2 separate regions of the Mus musculus genome follow, and region 2 is linked to region 1. Evidence: chromatin contacts called from public HiChIP or PLAC-seq data. All regions are on one chromosome and are shown on one strand. The core of a region is the stretch at or near the end of the contact, and the rest is flanking DNA. Distances in the headings are between cores, read along the strand shown. Region 1 overlaps Tbc1d4 (TBC1 domain family, member 4). Region 2 holds the start of Commd6 (COMM domain containing 6).

Region 1 (7,312 bases), core at 3,525-6,024:
ACATGATCACGTACAAATAAAAAATGGAGGGTTTGTCGTCGTCGTTGTTTAGGATTTATTGATTTTGTCTGTCTGACTGGTTTGCCGTCACATGTGTCTGTCTGTGCATATGTGTGTGTGTATGGTGGTGGGGGATGACCACAGAGGTCAGAAGAGGCACTGGATCCCCTAGAACTGGAGCTATGAAAGACTGTGATCTACTGTGGATGTGCTGGGATCAGAACCTGGGTCCTCTGCGAGAACAACCAGTGCTCGGAATCACTGAGCCGCTTCTCCAGCCCTGAAAACTGAGTTTCACAAAGGCATCACTAGGATGCAGCTTAGGTCACAGAGTTTTCTGCTTGCTGAAAGTTGCTTTCCTGCATGACAGGGACACATCACAGACAGACACGTTGGAAAAGGATGGAGGTAGTCAAATGAAAAACAGCAGAAAAACTGACATCCTGAGTTTTTAATCTTTGGTAAATGAAGCGGGGAAATATACGTGATGTGGAGAGGCATGGAGAAAGGTTTTATTTTTGTCTTTTTTATTACTTACAATATTAAACTCTCTTCCTTATAATCTTTGTGTTCACAGTGTGGAACCTAAATTATTACGTCTTAATTGGGCGACTTGAAGATTGCTTGCACCTTTTTTTTTAACTGCTTCTTCCTGAGCCTACATTTAACCACAAGTGTGCTGACAATAACCCTGCTGTTTTTCTTTTCCTAGATTATTTCAAATAGTACAATCCCAGAAAATGTGACAAGCGGTGGGAGGTTCAAGCTTGATGTTCTGAAAAACAAAGCGAAGAGATCCTTAACTTCCTCCCTGGAAAATATCTTCTCCAGGGTAAGACTGAACTGGGCTATCCTAGGTAAACGTAAGACTGAACTGGGCTATCCTAGGTAAATGTATCTGCTTTCTGCTTCACTTGTGATCAGCTTGCTGAAGGCTTCGTCAAGGGGCGCTGTTAAGAAAACTTTAATTCAGTTAACATAATCTTGTAATCTCTAAATTTGAGAATCAGAGGCAAGACTGGAATGAGCAGCTAGCCTGGGCTACAGAGTAGCACCATGTCTTAGAAATCTCATAAAACAAGTTTCCTTCTTCTGAAGGTCTAGGTTTGTTCTCTGACCTCTGAAATCTGAGGTCAAGCCACAGAGATTTCTTGTTAGAAATATGTATGTGTAGAAATGGGAAATCAAATCCTGGTGTGCAGGTCTGTAAGAACTTCTGATGTTTTCATATCTCATAATGTATTTTAAAATGTCTGCTTTTCCTTTGTCCACTATTAGATGTTGACATAAAATGTTAAGAACAGTATGAAGTAATGGAAAAATTATGTATCCAATTTAGAAATTTTATACATTTCATTTAAATGGTAGCAAAATGTTTCCCCTTGCACTGGGGTTTCCTCTTTCTGAATCATGAGGTCTTAGGCCAGGGCTGCCATGATTTAGGTGCGAATCTAAGAGCCAGCTTACAGGAGACAGGTGTCAGCAGAAGAGGGCGCCTGGTGTGGGGAGCCTGATTAGTAAGGAAGGCTTAGCCTGTGAAGGGAAGTCTAGCTGAGTGAGGCAGAGGGGAGGAGCAAGCACTCACAGAGAGAGGTGCCTTATGCCAGGAGCCAGAGGCTGAACAGACTGAGGATGCTAACTGCAGTTGTGGTGTAGTAGCCCCAGTGCAGTGAAGAGAATGTTAGACCAGATGCAGCCGAATGGGCTCAGTCAGAAGGTGGTTATATTTTATGGCTTCAGTAATGTTCAATGCATCCAGGGCAGAAGGGAATTGCAAAGAGGAAAAGGGTGGAAGTCAGAAGGAACTCTTCTGTTGGGTTTAACTTAGACGTATGTGCATGAGACTGTGCATAAATGGGCATGCTCTATGCAGCTCCTAGCTTTATCGATGGAGGGCACCTGGGAGCAGCTTTCCTGTCCACCCCTGACAGCCAGCTGGGTTGGGTGACATCTGACTTCTGGAGTTTGGTTTTTCCTTGGCAAATGGTGTTGTGCCATGGCTCTTGTTGGTTGCATACTGCCTGTGACCTCCAGCTTGGGCATACCTCTAGTCCAAACTCCTCAGATAGCTGCCATTTTCTGGTCCTTGACAACTTGGCTTCATTAGTTTCTTGCCTCAGGGTGTGATGTCATTAACAACCAGAAAGTAGAAGAAGGCACAAGGAAGAGAGTTCTTTTGTTCCACTTCAGTGTGTTCTGGGAGTGGGGTGGTGGTGTGCCTATTGCCTGGGGAGTTGGTGAGGAGCAAATGAGCTGATAGACAGACAGACAGCACTTAGAGTACTGCTCAACCTGCTGTTATTATAAAACAATGCTGTATGTGTCACTTAGCAATGAGCTCTGAACTATTATATGGCTCTATATGTATATATATGTGTATATACATATATGTTTATCAATCATCTGTCTACTATCTATCATCTATCTATCTATCTATCTATCTATCATCTATCAATTATCTATCTATCTATCTATCTATCTATCTATCTATCTATCTATCATCTATCAATCATCTATCTACCTATCTATCTATCTCTCTATCCATAATCTGTCTGTCTCTCCATCCATCCTAGGCCATTCAAATAGCATTATTTTGGGAATTTATTAGCATGAGGCGATCACCATTATAAGGCCTCTATTGTAACTGTTTTACTGCGTTATGCCCCTAAGGAAGACGGGTGGCAACACATTCCAAGTCAACATTATGTCCCTCTCAGGTCATGTATGACCGTGAAAAAATCACTTAAATAATACCAGACTTGGTGCTCTTGTCCTGTAAGGGAGTGCAAGCTAATAACTGACTAGGGCTCTCTAAAGTGAATGTGCTTAATAGCTTAAGAGTACACTCTAAACTCACAGTCAATTTGCTTATAATTTATCTTGTCATGTTAAAATATATGTAAATGTGCACAATTAGGGTCTCTTGAGAAAAATCATGTCAAGATCTCAGTTTAAAAGAGGTGTCGTAGATAGGCTGGGGTTTAGAAGTGAGTGGGGCGTTTTCATTATGGTGGGTATATTTATATCCCAGCGTGTCCAGCTAATATTGCCCATATGTGCATGGATGGAGGGTTATCAAGTGGAGCATAGGCAAACCTTTACTTTCATTTTTAAGCAGAACTTATAGGAGAAACCAGTGAAGAGGATTGAGCCTGTCTGCCAGTCTCCTTGACTATGATCATATGCTAACATCTTTTTATTTTATTTTATTTTATTTTATTTTATTTTATTTTATTTTATTTTATTACTTATTCACTTTACATCCTGTTCACTGCCCCTACTCCTGGCCACCCCCTCCCACATGCCTTCTGCTATTCTTTTTTCTCCTTTTCCTCTGAGCAGGTGGGGGCACCCTTGGGTATCCCCTACCTTGGAACTTCAATCTCTGCAAGGCTTGGTGCTTCCTCTTCTACTGAGGTCAGACAAGGCAGCCCAGTTAGAACATATCCCACATATAGGATATGTTCCAGGATAACCCCATTCAAGTTGTTCAGGACCCACAAGAAGGTCAAGCTGCACATCTGATACATATGTGCTGCGAGACCTGGGTCCAGCCTGTGTACGTTCTTTGGTTGGTGGTTCAGACTCTGAGAGTCCCAAGGGTACAGGTTAATTGACTCTGTGGGTCTTCCTGTGGAGTTCCTATCTCCTTTGTGGCCCACAATTCTTCCTGTTCTTCCATAAGAGTCCCCAAGCTCCATCCACGGTTTGGCTGTGGGCATCTGTATCCATCTCAGTCAGCTGCCAGGTGGAGCCTCTCAGAGGACAGCCATGCTCCTGTCTGCAAGCATCACAGAGATGAAGTGGCCGAGTGGTTAAGGCAATGGATTGTTAACATCTTTTGTGGGGCTTTTCGGGAATAGAACCCTGAACTTATCATATCAAAATATATAGGAAGTGGGACTGGGGCCGCTGGTGTAGAAGTACTACAGGTGATTCTGATGTACAGTGTGAAGTTTCTACTTAACTCACCATTGTGATGCTTCATGCTTCAGGCCAGCATTTATTCTTATGGTATGGACACACTTGAGCAGCTATACCATTATCTAGGACAGTGGTTCTCAACCTTCCTAATGCTATTCCCTTTAGTGCAGTTCCTTAGGTTGTGGTGACCTCCCCAACCATGTAACTGTTTTGTTTCTACTGTTATGAATCATATTGTAAGTATTTAATAGGCCACCTTAAAGGGACTGCAACTCACAAGTTGAAAACTGCTGGTCTAGGACCCTGTCTGTCATACAGAATCCTGGCCTAACCTTAGAACTGCCTCATCAGAAAATCTGGAGTCATGTCCAATAGTGTGGGCTTTAACAATCCCCCCAAAGCCACACCGACACAACCTCAAGTTTGAGAGCTGCTGCTCCGGACAAGTGTGATACTTGAAGCTCTGACACCTCAGGTAGGGGATTTACCAATACCTGTCAAAATGTCACCTGCAGGAAGGGAACACAGTTTTTCGTAACAAGTTCATCAGAATGATGGAGTAGCTGGTGAGGGACCTGAAAGCAAGATCTGGCCCTGGCAGCCTTTAAGAACTTAGACAACTTCATTTCTATTCAACTGTAGTTTCACCATTTGTAAAATGTGCATTGCAGTACTGAGTTACATTATAAATTAGCATTGTGAAAGGACCACTCTAGAAGTGTGACCTCGCAATTCACTGTAGGCTGGAAACCTGATGTTTACAAAGAAGCTGAAGGGCTGCCCTTGCCCTCCATTTAGACCTTGGTACTCTGCACAGTCCTTGCCAGGCTGACTTTGAAGTGTCTCTTCTGCATGCCTTGAATTGCTGTAACGGCTCCCAGCAAGGCCAAGGCCAATCTATTTTGGTCTCCGTGAATACTGTAGCTTTTGTGTATTGGGGTGATGCCAAATGCTATAAATGTTGTGGCCTACCAAGGTCTTCCCATGTAACAGAAGGCTGGCCACTCCATCTGTCTGGTGAAAGTCTGACAGATCTAACGGGGTTTGTGTTCCACAGCTTGTGTTTCCCCAATTTGGGTGACAGAGTAGAACTTCAGTTCAGCCTGAGTGTAGCTCTACATTGCTTTCCAAAGTGAGATGTACTTGTTTATAAGATGGGATTCCTGTTATAATTTCTTAGAAGCTCAGATCATTAACACTGAAACGTGGGCCCAAGGAAAATGACAGGCACAGGAGTTCCCCATTCGTCTTGCTTTAAAACTGGGAAAGCTGTATGTTTAGAGATTGAAGACAGAACCGTGTGTTCTGGGTGCTTTTTGCTGTTTCTCGGGTTCCCTATATACACTCTGGTGTAAAATGTGACTTATTTTGAATCCCTTTCTGATCTTGAGAGCAATGTCCACTGTTTGGTTTGTTGAGACAGGGTTTCTCTGTATAACCTTGGCTGTCCTGGATCTCACTTTGTAGACCAGGCTGGCCTTGAACTCAGAAATCCGCCTGCCTCTGCCTCCCAAGTGCTGGGATTAAAGGTGCGCCCACCACTGCCCGACTATGATGTAAATTCTTTTTCTCATGGGAATGGTCTGTGACATGGGGACAGGTTGTCATATAAGCTACAGCTAAAAGTAGCAGGCGTCATCGGCCTTACTGAATGTCTTCCAGCCACACACTATTGCAAACGTTCATTAGCTGTAAATATATCTCCTAACTAGATGCTTGCTTGCTATCATGCAGAATTAAAAGGTTTAAAGAGCACTGAGAGATTCTAGGTCATTTCAGGACACCTAACTCCACATACCTAATGTAGGTGAATTCCCTGTTGTAATTTCACCTTCCCGTAAAGCCAGACCACACGGGGGCAGCACTGAGTAAGGGCTCAAGGGCATACTTTTTTATTTTTTATTTGGAGTAGATAATTTTTATTTTGCTGTTTAGAATTAAAACAATTTGTTTTTACGTGTTCACTTTATACCCCTCTCACTGTCCCCCTCCCCATCACCCCATCACAATCCTTTCCCCTTCCCCTTCCCCTTCCCTGCCCCACCTGCTCACAGAGCATACTCTTAATTGTGCTTTCTGTGTTTACATTGCTGCCTGTCCTTTGCCAGCTAGGAAGTTGCCTTGACCACAATAACCTATTAGAATTTCCATGCAGTGTGAAATGCTTACCACCACGTGGCTCTTGATCCATGGCTGTGACTTTTATTGTTGATTTAGTTGTTATTCTCTAAGGAGCCTATGGAGATCTCAAACATACACACACACACACACACACACACACACACACACACAAACACACTCATGCACACTGATCATGAATAAGAATAATTTACTTTGTAAAGCAAGATAGGCTGCCATAAGTATGAAACAATTAACTAAGGGTAAGGAAGAGCTCTGAACACTTTCAGTAGTAGCTACAAAGGAAAAGTTCAGTAGAAGGCTAGAAAAGCAAGTCATCTGGAAAACAGAAGAAAACAACGCAGTGGGAAAACGAAACACTGTAAAACTTTAAGGCATATGTTCTGGGAGCTCCACCAAAGGACAAAGGACAAAGCTCCCAAAAGACACAGCACAGGTTTTCAAATAAATAATTAAAGAAAATATGTTAGAGCTCATGAACATGGCTTTCTAGATCTAATAGACTCAGAAAAATGCACATTAGAGCAACTGGATAAAGTTCACATTAAGGCCTGTTGTCATGGAGTCTCTGTTGCTTAAAAGGGGAAACAGCGCCAGGTACAGAGAAGCCGTAGAGCCACAAAGCCTGTGAACAAAGGATGCCGTGCAAGGATAAGGGATGATGAAGGAAGCTTTTCACACATCCACGTGAACTACTAGTGAAGTGTAAGCACAGAATAGGGACATTTGCAGCTATGCCAATCAAGATGAACGCCATCGCAGCCTCCCCCTTCTCAGAAAGTACCTGGTGAATGTGTGCCACCAAAATGAGGAAGAACACCGAGAAAGAGGAAGATGGGACTCTAATGCCAGAGGCTTCAAAGGAAATGTTTCGGTTGATGGTGAAAAGGCTACCAGGAAGCTCTATAGATCCAGTCCAGATTGGGGCAGGAGGACAAAGGTCTCAATACTGAGTTCAAAGATGAAGACTGTCACTGTTGGATCTTGTGATGTTTGACCATACGATGATCTGTTGGAAAATTTCATGACTACCAAATAAGAAGTCATTTTTAACACCTTAAGAAAGGAAGAGACAAGACACAAGATGCAATCATATGAAATTGTGGCAGCTATGTAGATGACCGCAAACAGTCCTTACAAAGGCAGGATAATAAAAGTAGAAAAGACAGATTGAACTGGCGATAAAATGACATTGAGGGAGGAGGAAAGTGAGAGGGAAGGGAAAGGAAGAGAGAGAATATGTGTTAAA
Region 2 (7,312 bases), core at 2,836-5,335, 160 kb before region 1:
AAAAGAAGTTTCATGAAGTTTGTATAGTTACACAACAACAACTGCAGCAACAACAACAATGACATTGAGATGGGAGAAGCTTTTCTATAGTCTCAAGATACTATCTGATGACATTCTTAGCTTTTGGATTGGTGGAAGCTAGCAGTGTGCTAAGTTAATAGATTCTAAAAGGATTCCATTTATCAAGCCACTAGTTGTTCATTCTGACACAGAAGTGGGTGGAGAACGGCTGTTTTGGGGGGCTAGAGCTAGATCAAGATAAGGTAAATTAGCCTTTGGACTACACCACTCCAATCTCTCCACAGTACTGAAATTCTTGTCAGCCAACCTGTCTCTGCAGACACAGCCTCTTTTCAAGAATTTCACTTTCAGAAAGGGGTGCTCATATTGAATAATAACTGTCAAAAATTCATAGGCCATGTGTGATGATGTATAAGGCAGCCTGGTCTAAATAGTGAGTTCTAGGATAGCAAGGGCTACAAAGTGAGACCCTGCCTCAAAAAATTAAGATAAAATAAAATTCGCATAAAATAGAGTAAACAGAAGTTAACTTTAACATATTTGTTCTTTCTGCTTTGGGAAATTTTTTGTAAAGATCAGGTGAGGGGTGTAGTGCCAGGGAAAGGTTGAAATGTCCCAAAGCAGACAGGAGCTGATCCAATGCAACCACAGTAGGGCCTTTTTATTCCAGCTAGCTCAGGTCCCCCTAGCCCCAGGGCACTGCTATCACACATGATGGTTTTGGTGGTGGGGTGCTCCTAAAATCTACCAGGGCAAGGCTTTATTGGAAGCTACAAGCAGGAGCGTGGGTGTTTATGCATCTAATTGGAGAGCTACCCCGGCCTTTAACATAATTGGCTGGTACTGGGAGTCATATCATAAACTTAATTGCTGCTTCTCTCTGCATTGGTGGTCGTTAGGCAGGGGGTAGGCTTGTAACCTGGGAGTGCAAATCTGTTGGGGCAATACTTGGAGACTCTGGTGTTGGGGGTTAGCCTAGAGATTGGAGCTAGGCTCAGGTTTTGTTGGGGATTGACTTGGAAACTAATGTTAGGTACCAGCCTGTTAATTTGTCTGAATTCAAACTTAGGTCAGGTTTTCTACAATGGAGTCTAAATTTAAAAGCTTTGACCTCTCAGGGTTATATGTTTATGTGTGTCTTCTCTATTCCCAGCAGCAAGGAGCTGGGAAGGGGGCAGTTTGTGGTATGGTGGTATACATCTTTAATTCCAGCACTCAAGAGGCAAAGGAAGGTAAATCTCTGTAAGTTAGAAACCAGCTCGGTCTTCATAGTGAGTCGCAGGCCAGCCAGGGTTACATAGTGAGAGCCTGCGTTTTTTAAAAAAGGAAAATATTCCAATAACTAGAAGTAATGTATTGATCAACTGGATGTATAATACTGTTCCATCTTTTTATCCTGTTTCTTTGGGTGAGGGCTTTCTCTCATACAGGGATTCTTTTTTTTTTTTTTTTTTTCTGCCATGTGCCTCCAGGGATGGAGCTCCGTCTGTCCGTGTTTGTTTGTTTGTTTGTTTTTGTTTTTGTTTTTCCGAGACAGTGTTTCTCTGTATAGCCCTGGCTGTCCTGGAACTCACTCTGTAGACCAGGCTGGCCTCGAACTCAGAAATCCACCTGCCTCTGCCTCCCGAGTGCTGGGATTAAAGGCGTGCGCCACCACGCCCGGCTCATACAGGGATTCTTTTCTGCAAGTTATTTAGTACATTTAAGTAAGCCCGATAATACTGGCTAGAGATTGTTTTAGATTTTCAACTACAGCATGCATGGCATAGTTCTTGGTGTTTGCTGTATGTACTTTAACTAGTACAGTTCAGCAATCCGAAGTGAGCTATTTTGTGGTAAGTGGACCTCTAAAGATGTTCAGCCTATAAAGATAACATCTCTATTCAACAAAACTGTAATATAGGGATTATTCAGAATATGTAATTTCAGTTATATACTTTAATGCCTATGGAAATTATTCTAGATCATTTGAGTACGCATTACTTAACCATCTGAAGCCTTAAAAACAGAGAATGTAGGTAAAAGAAAGGAAAGGAGAAATTGTCTAGTTAGATTAGCAAACATGAGGGAGACGTGTTTTACTATTTGGCTTTGCAATGGCAGTGAAGACACAAAGACATGGGTATGAATCGTCTCTAAAACCCGAGAATCCTTGAAAACTAGCAAAATAAGAACCTGCATGAAATTAAGCCCTAACAACAACTTGAATGAATTGAAAAGCAGATTCTGTCCCAAGCCTTTGAGGAAGCACCAGCTATTTACATGCCTTACTTGGATTGATGTTGAGTTTCCAGACTTATGGTTAGAGTGTTCTTTTATATATATATATATACATATATTTTATTAGGTATTTTCCTCATTTACATTTCCAATGCTATCCCAAAAGTCCCCCATACCCTCCCCCCCACTCCCCCCCACTTTTTGGCCCTGGCATTCCCCTGTACTGAGGCATATAAAGTTTGCATGTCCAATGGGCCTCTCTTTCCAGTGATGGCCGACTAGGCCATCTTCTGATACATATGCGGCTAGAGACATGAGCTCCAGGGTACTGGTTAGTTCATATTGTTGTTAAACCTATAAAGTTGTAGACCCCTTTAGCTCCTTGGGTACTTTCTCTAGCTCCTCCATTGGGAACCCTGTGATCCCTCCAATAGCTGACTGTGAGCATCCACTTCTGTGTTTGCTAGGCCCCGGCATAGTCTCACAAGAGACAGCTATATCTGGGTCCTTTCAGCAAAATCTTGCTAGTGAATGCAATGATGTCAGCGTTTGGAGGCTGATTATGGGATGGATCCCTGGATATGGCAGTCTCTAGATGGTCCATCCTTTTGTCTCTGCTCCAAACTTTGTCTCTGTAACTCCTTCCATGGGTGTTTTGTTCCCATTTCTAAGAAGGGGCAAAGTGTCCACACTTTGGTCTTCTTTCTTCTTGAGTTTCATAAATTGTATCTTATATCTTGGGTATTCTAAGTTTCTGGGCTAATATCCACTTATCAGTGAGTACATATCATTTGAGTTCTTTTGTGATTGGGTTACCTCACTCAGGATGATGCCCTCCAGGTCCATCCATTTGCCTAGGAATTTCATAAATTCATTCTTTTTAATAGCTGAGTAGTACTCCATTGTGTAAATGTACCACATTTTCTGTATCCATTCCTCTGTTGAGGGGCATCTGGGTTCTTTCCAGCTTCTGGCTATTATAAATAAGGCTGCTATGAACATAGTGGAGCATGTGTCCTTCTTACCGGTTGGGACATCTTCTGGATATATGACCAGGAGAGGTATTGCGGGAACTTCCGGTAGTACTATGTCCAATTTTCTGAGGAACCGCCAGACTGATTTCCAGAGTGGTTGTACAAGCTTGCAATCCCACCAACAATGGAGGAGTGTTCCTCTTGGTTAGAGTGTTCTTAGGAGACAAGCGCTCATTTATTTAAGAAAAAATCGTTAAGCACATTTGTACAGTAAAGCTGTAACCGTTGGTAAATGTGGGTGGCATGTTATTATTTGCAACTTGTATGAAAATATTTTCAAGGTTTTTTTTTTTTCTCCTAAATAAAATATTGGCAGGAGAATAAAAATCAGTGTGGATATTCTCTGCAGAATGCATCTGGTGTCAACAGAAGAGAAGACAGGATGAGAAGTTGCTGCTGAAATTTGGAGTAATAGCAGAGATTTTAAAAAGGCTCCACCCTCCTTAAGTCAGGCTAAGCCGGTGAACTCGGTCCCAGGGAAGAGTTCTCGCTAGACAATTGTAGTTATAGTCACACCAGAGTCCACACTAGGGGTGTGGCCACAAGCCGATTGGTGTCACTGCAGGCACAGTGACTTTGCGCTTGCGCAGAGATGAGCCCACTTCTTGCCCTACGATGGGGGAGCCGACATCCTGGATGTCACGAGTCCTCCACCAGGTTTCCTGCACGTCTCTGGACCTTTCTCCCCCCCACAGAACTTTCCCTTTCCCAGTATCTCATAAAACTGATGTTTAACTGAGACAAAACTCGAATTACATAGAAATCTATTCTCCGCAACCTAGCGTGAGTGGGCGGGGCCTAGGTCCGGAAGCGGAAGTGCTGGCCGGTGGATCACACTGTGGTCATGGAGGAGTCTGGGTTCAGGGAGCCCGTGCTGGATGCCAAGTCGGAGGTGAGTACGGGCTGGAAGGAGAAGGGTCTGGGGCGGACGCTGGCGCCCGGACTGCGTTTCTCTAACTCGTGTCTCTGCTTCCGTTCCAGGTCACGGGCCAGGTGAGTGGCCGCCCCGCCGTCCCATCCCCTGCTCGCCGATCCTTCCCCGGGCTGCGCTTCCCTCTTGCACCCGAGGGGATGGCCGCTGTGGCTGTCACTTAAACTGCCCTGCCCCTAGAGTGCAGCCCGAGCGCTGGTCCACCTTTATTAGGCACCCTTTATTCCTTTACTCCAAGGCAGGAATACGATGTTTTCAAATGTGACGCTTACAAGAGACATTGCTAAGATTTGCAAAAATAGCGTCCTCCCTTTTTCTTTTAACGATAGCTTATTTTGAGGCGGGCTAGCCGGGGAACTTTGCTAGGAAAACCAGACTGGCTTGAGCTCTCTCAGATCCACTGGCCTCTGCCTCTGAGGCGCAGGGATCGAAGGTGTGCTCCGTCAAGCTCAGTCATTTCTTTAAAGACCTTACTCTGAAGAGGAACTCTAACTTGTCTAACCTCTCTTATGTTACATTAAGAATAAATAGGATTTTTGACTTCCTAAAGTTATACTAACACTTTTCCAAGACAGAACATTGGGAGTTTTAGTCAGGAGTTACCTATGTTCACCTAAATATAAGAAAAGTGCTGAAGTTAAAACATGGTAAGAATACAGAGGCTGAGAGAAGAGTGTACTGACTGCTCCTTGTCTCCAAATGATTTTTTTTTTTTTGGAAGCAGGCTCTCACTAAACTTCTGAGGTCGGCCTTAACTTGTAACCCACACTGGCCTCGAACTTGTGGTCATCTGGCCTCAGCATCTAACTGGCTGGATTTAGAGCTTAGAAGTCTCCAGCTTTTCTTGCTGTTGGTTTGGAAGAGTCCTGCAAGGGCACTCTGTGATACGGATAAACCTGCTCTATTTTGTGTAACCGTATATGAAGTTAGTGGCTTTTTGTTGCTTTGTTCTTGTTTTAAGATTTTATCTGTCTGTATAACACGTGGGTCCCTAGAGACCAGAAGGGGCCTCAGAGTCGCTGGAATTGCAGAAATAGATGGTTGTGAGCTGCCATGTAGGTGCTGGGAACTGAACCTGGGTCCCCTGGAAGAGCAGCAAGTGCTTTTAACCACTGAGCCATCTCTCCAGTCAGAGTTACCTGAGTTGGTTTATTATTACTATTCAACCCCACGTTATTTTGACCTCTCGTTTTGTATGTTCCATTAAAGATGCTTTGAAACTGACCTGTACTGGGCTGTACGTATCTATGTATGTACGTATGAAGTTTATATGTATGTATTTTAGGAAACTTTTCCACCCTAAAGCAATATGAATCCATCGGTCACAGTTCTGGGAGTCAGAGGTATAAAACCAGTTTTACAGGGCCAAGGTGGAGGAAGGTTGTGGTCTGGCTGCAGGGGAGGGTCTCTTGTTTGTCTCTTCCTGCTCTTAGAGCCCACCTCCTATCTTGTTTGTGGCCTCAGCTCAGTTCCAACCCCTGCCTCTCTTCTGACTCCAACCCTCTTTCCTTCCTTCTAGAAAAGCTGTTATTACATTGGGATCACACCCAGGAAAATGCAGCCCACGATCTTAATTCTGTTAAATCTTTAATGTCTGCTTTCTCACAAGGAGAAAGTCTCTGATTAGGACACAGATGTATCTGAGTGGCAAGGGTGCCATAATCCCCTCCATACAGTCATTCACCAGTGTCTGGTCATATGATTATATACACGAGAAAAACCACGATAATTTACAAGACTATCAGAATTAATAATGAATTTAAAAAAGATGATTCAGGTTTTTTTTTTTTTTGCATAGTTCACACACAAAGAGCTGAAAAATGCAATTTTAGACAAGTTTCACAACTTAACAAAAACAAACTGTACAGTATGTTGCAAATTAATCTACCAAGCTAGATATATGTGGCTGTAGTCCCAGCACCTGGGTGGCTGAAGCAGAAGTCACCACAGCTGTGATGCCAGTCTGGGCTTTATAGAAAAATCTTGTCTCCAAAACCAAGAAACAAACCACCATGCAATGAGCTGTTTCATAGGGTTATGGCTGTGTCACAGGGTTATGAGGGGCTGACTCACTGACTCACTGGGTGACAGTGCCTGCAGCCAAGCTGAATGACTTGAGTTTGATCCCTGGAACGCACGGTGAAGCAGAAAACAAACTTCCATGTGCCCAAGAAATCAGGAGTTTAAAAAAAATGTTTCTGATTATGAAAAGCAATGAACTTCTGATGTCTAGTTCAGTGTGTAGGGACCTTGGAAGTTATTACTTAGTCCTAATAATTAGGAACTGAAAAGTCAGCACTGCTTGTGTTTGTCCAAGGAGTGATGTCACAAGGCACACCGTAGTTTTATTGCAAAAGATAGAGTCAATCAGCAAGTGTAGTTTGAGTGCCAGGCGCCATCTCATCTTCAGAGTGAGGCAAAGTTTTCCACCCAGGTTTTAGTGTCAGTATCAAGAGCTCCGTGTATCCAGTTCTGTTTGATGTCGGGGTAACACAGAAGAATCTGCAACAGGAACTAGATTAAATTAGTAGTCCTTAAGCTTACAGTCTTCAGAGCCAAACAGACACGAGTCTCTGTTCTGATCCTGGAACGTGTGACCTTGAGCCCATCACCTAAGCTCTCTGAAACTGGGTTCTGTCATCTGCAAAATGGAAATAATACCCTATAATACTGAGATGGTTCAGTGAGGCACTGGACACGTACGTACACTGCATAGTGTGTCACCTGGCATGTGACTGTCATAGGGACTGATGAAATCTAAAGCCACATCATCACCACTCATACCACTCAATGTAATAGTAGGTTTTAGCTGGGTACTGTAGAGGCTGCAATGGTCCAGTTTCCACGTGTGCCGCAGGCAGCTGTGAGGACCATGTTTCTCAGCTTCTGTTTTAGGGCTTGAGTATGGGACAGAAGAAAGGTTAAAAGTACCACAGAGCCCTGAAGCAGAGCGGAAGTTAAGCCTGTTAGGAAAAGCTACTTTCTACGTCTTTTCCTTGTTATTCATCTGGTAGACACTTGGGTTTCTTTGTTTAACTCTCTGCTTTTCTTGACTTGTTTTCTGATTCTGCTCATGTCCCGTGTTTTCTTTCCCATTTGACCATTG

What was found. HiChIP or PLAC-seq counts read pairs in DNA pulled down with a chosen protein or histone mark.
Region 2: an H3K4me3 HiChIP or PLAC-seq map of bone marrow-derived macrophages shows a contact between it and region 1, with 3 times the contacts expected there. The contact joins the promoter of Commd6 here to the enhancer-like site in region 1. A contact is called at or near these places in 6 of 39 promoter capture datasets (the C10 cell line, the HPC-7 cell line, HPC-7-derived erythroid cells and 3 more), 5 of 484 Hi-C or Micro-C datasets (CD4 T cells, Th1 cells, cortical neurons and 2 more) and 6 of 115 datasets of contacts at active chromatin or transcription factors (the 230-238 cell line, acute myeloid leukemia, bone marrow-derived macrophages and 3 more).

What each region holds. Positions count from the first base shown.
Region 1 is chr14:101,480,948-101,488,259 of GRCm38.p6, reverse strand. Tbc1d4 (TBC1 domain family, member 4) reads left to right here. Exons shown (of 19, transcript NM_001081278.2): 8 at 713-832. Among named protein-coding and RNA genes, the nearest start is that of Tbc1d4, 120 kb to the left of the region's middle. Within about 2 kb of position 4,774, at least 26 of the 459 cell types and tissues checked have an H3K27ac peak or open chromatin away from gene starts, as enhancers often do.
Region 2 is chr14:101,637,244-101,644,555 of GRCm38.p6, reverse strand. Commd6 (COMM domain containing 6) reads left to right here and starts at 4,085. Exons shown (of 4, transcript NM_001033132.3): 1 at 4,085-4,167; 2 at 4,257-4,268. The coding sequence starts at 4,120.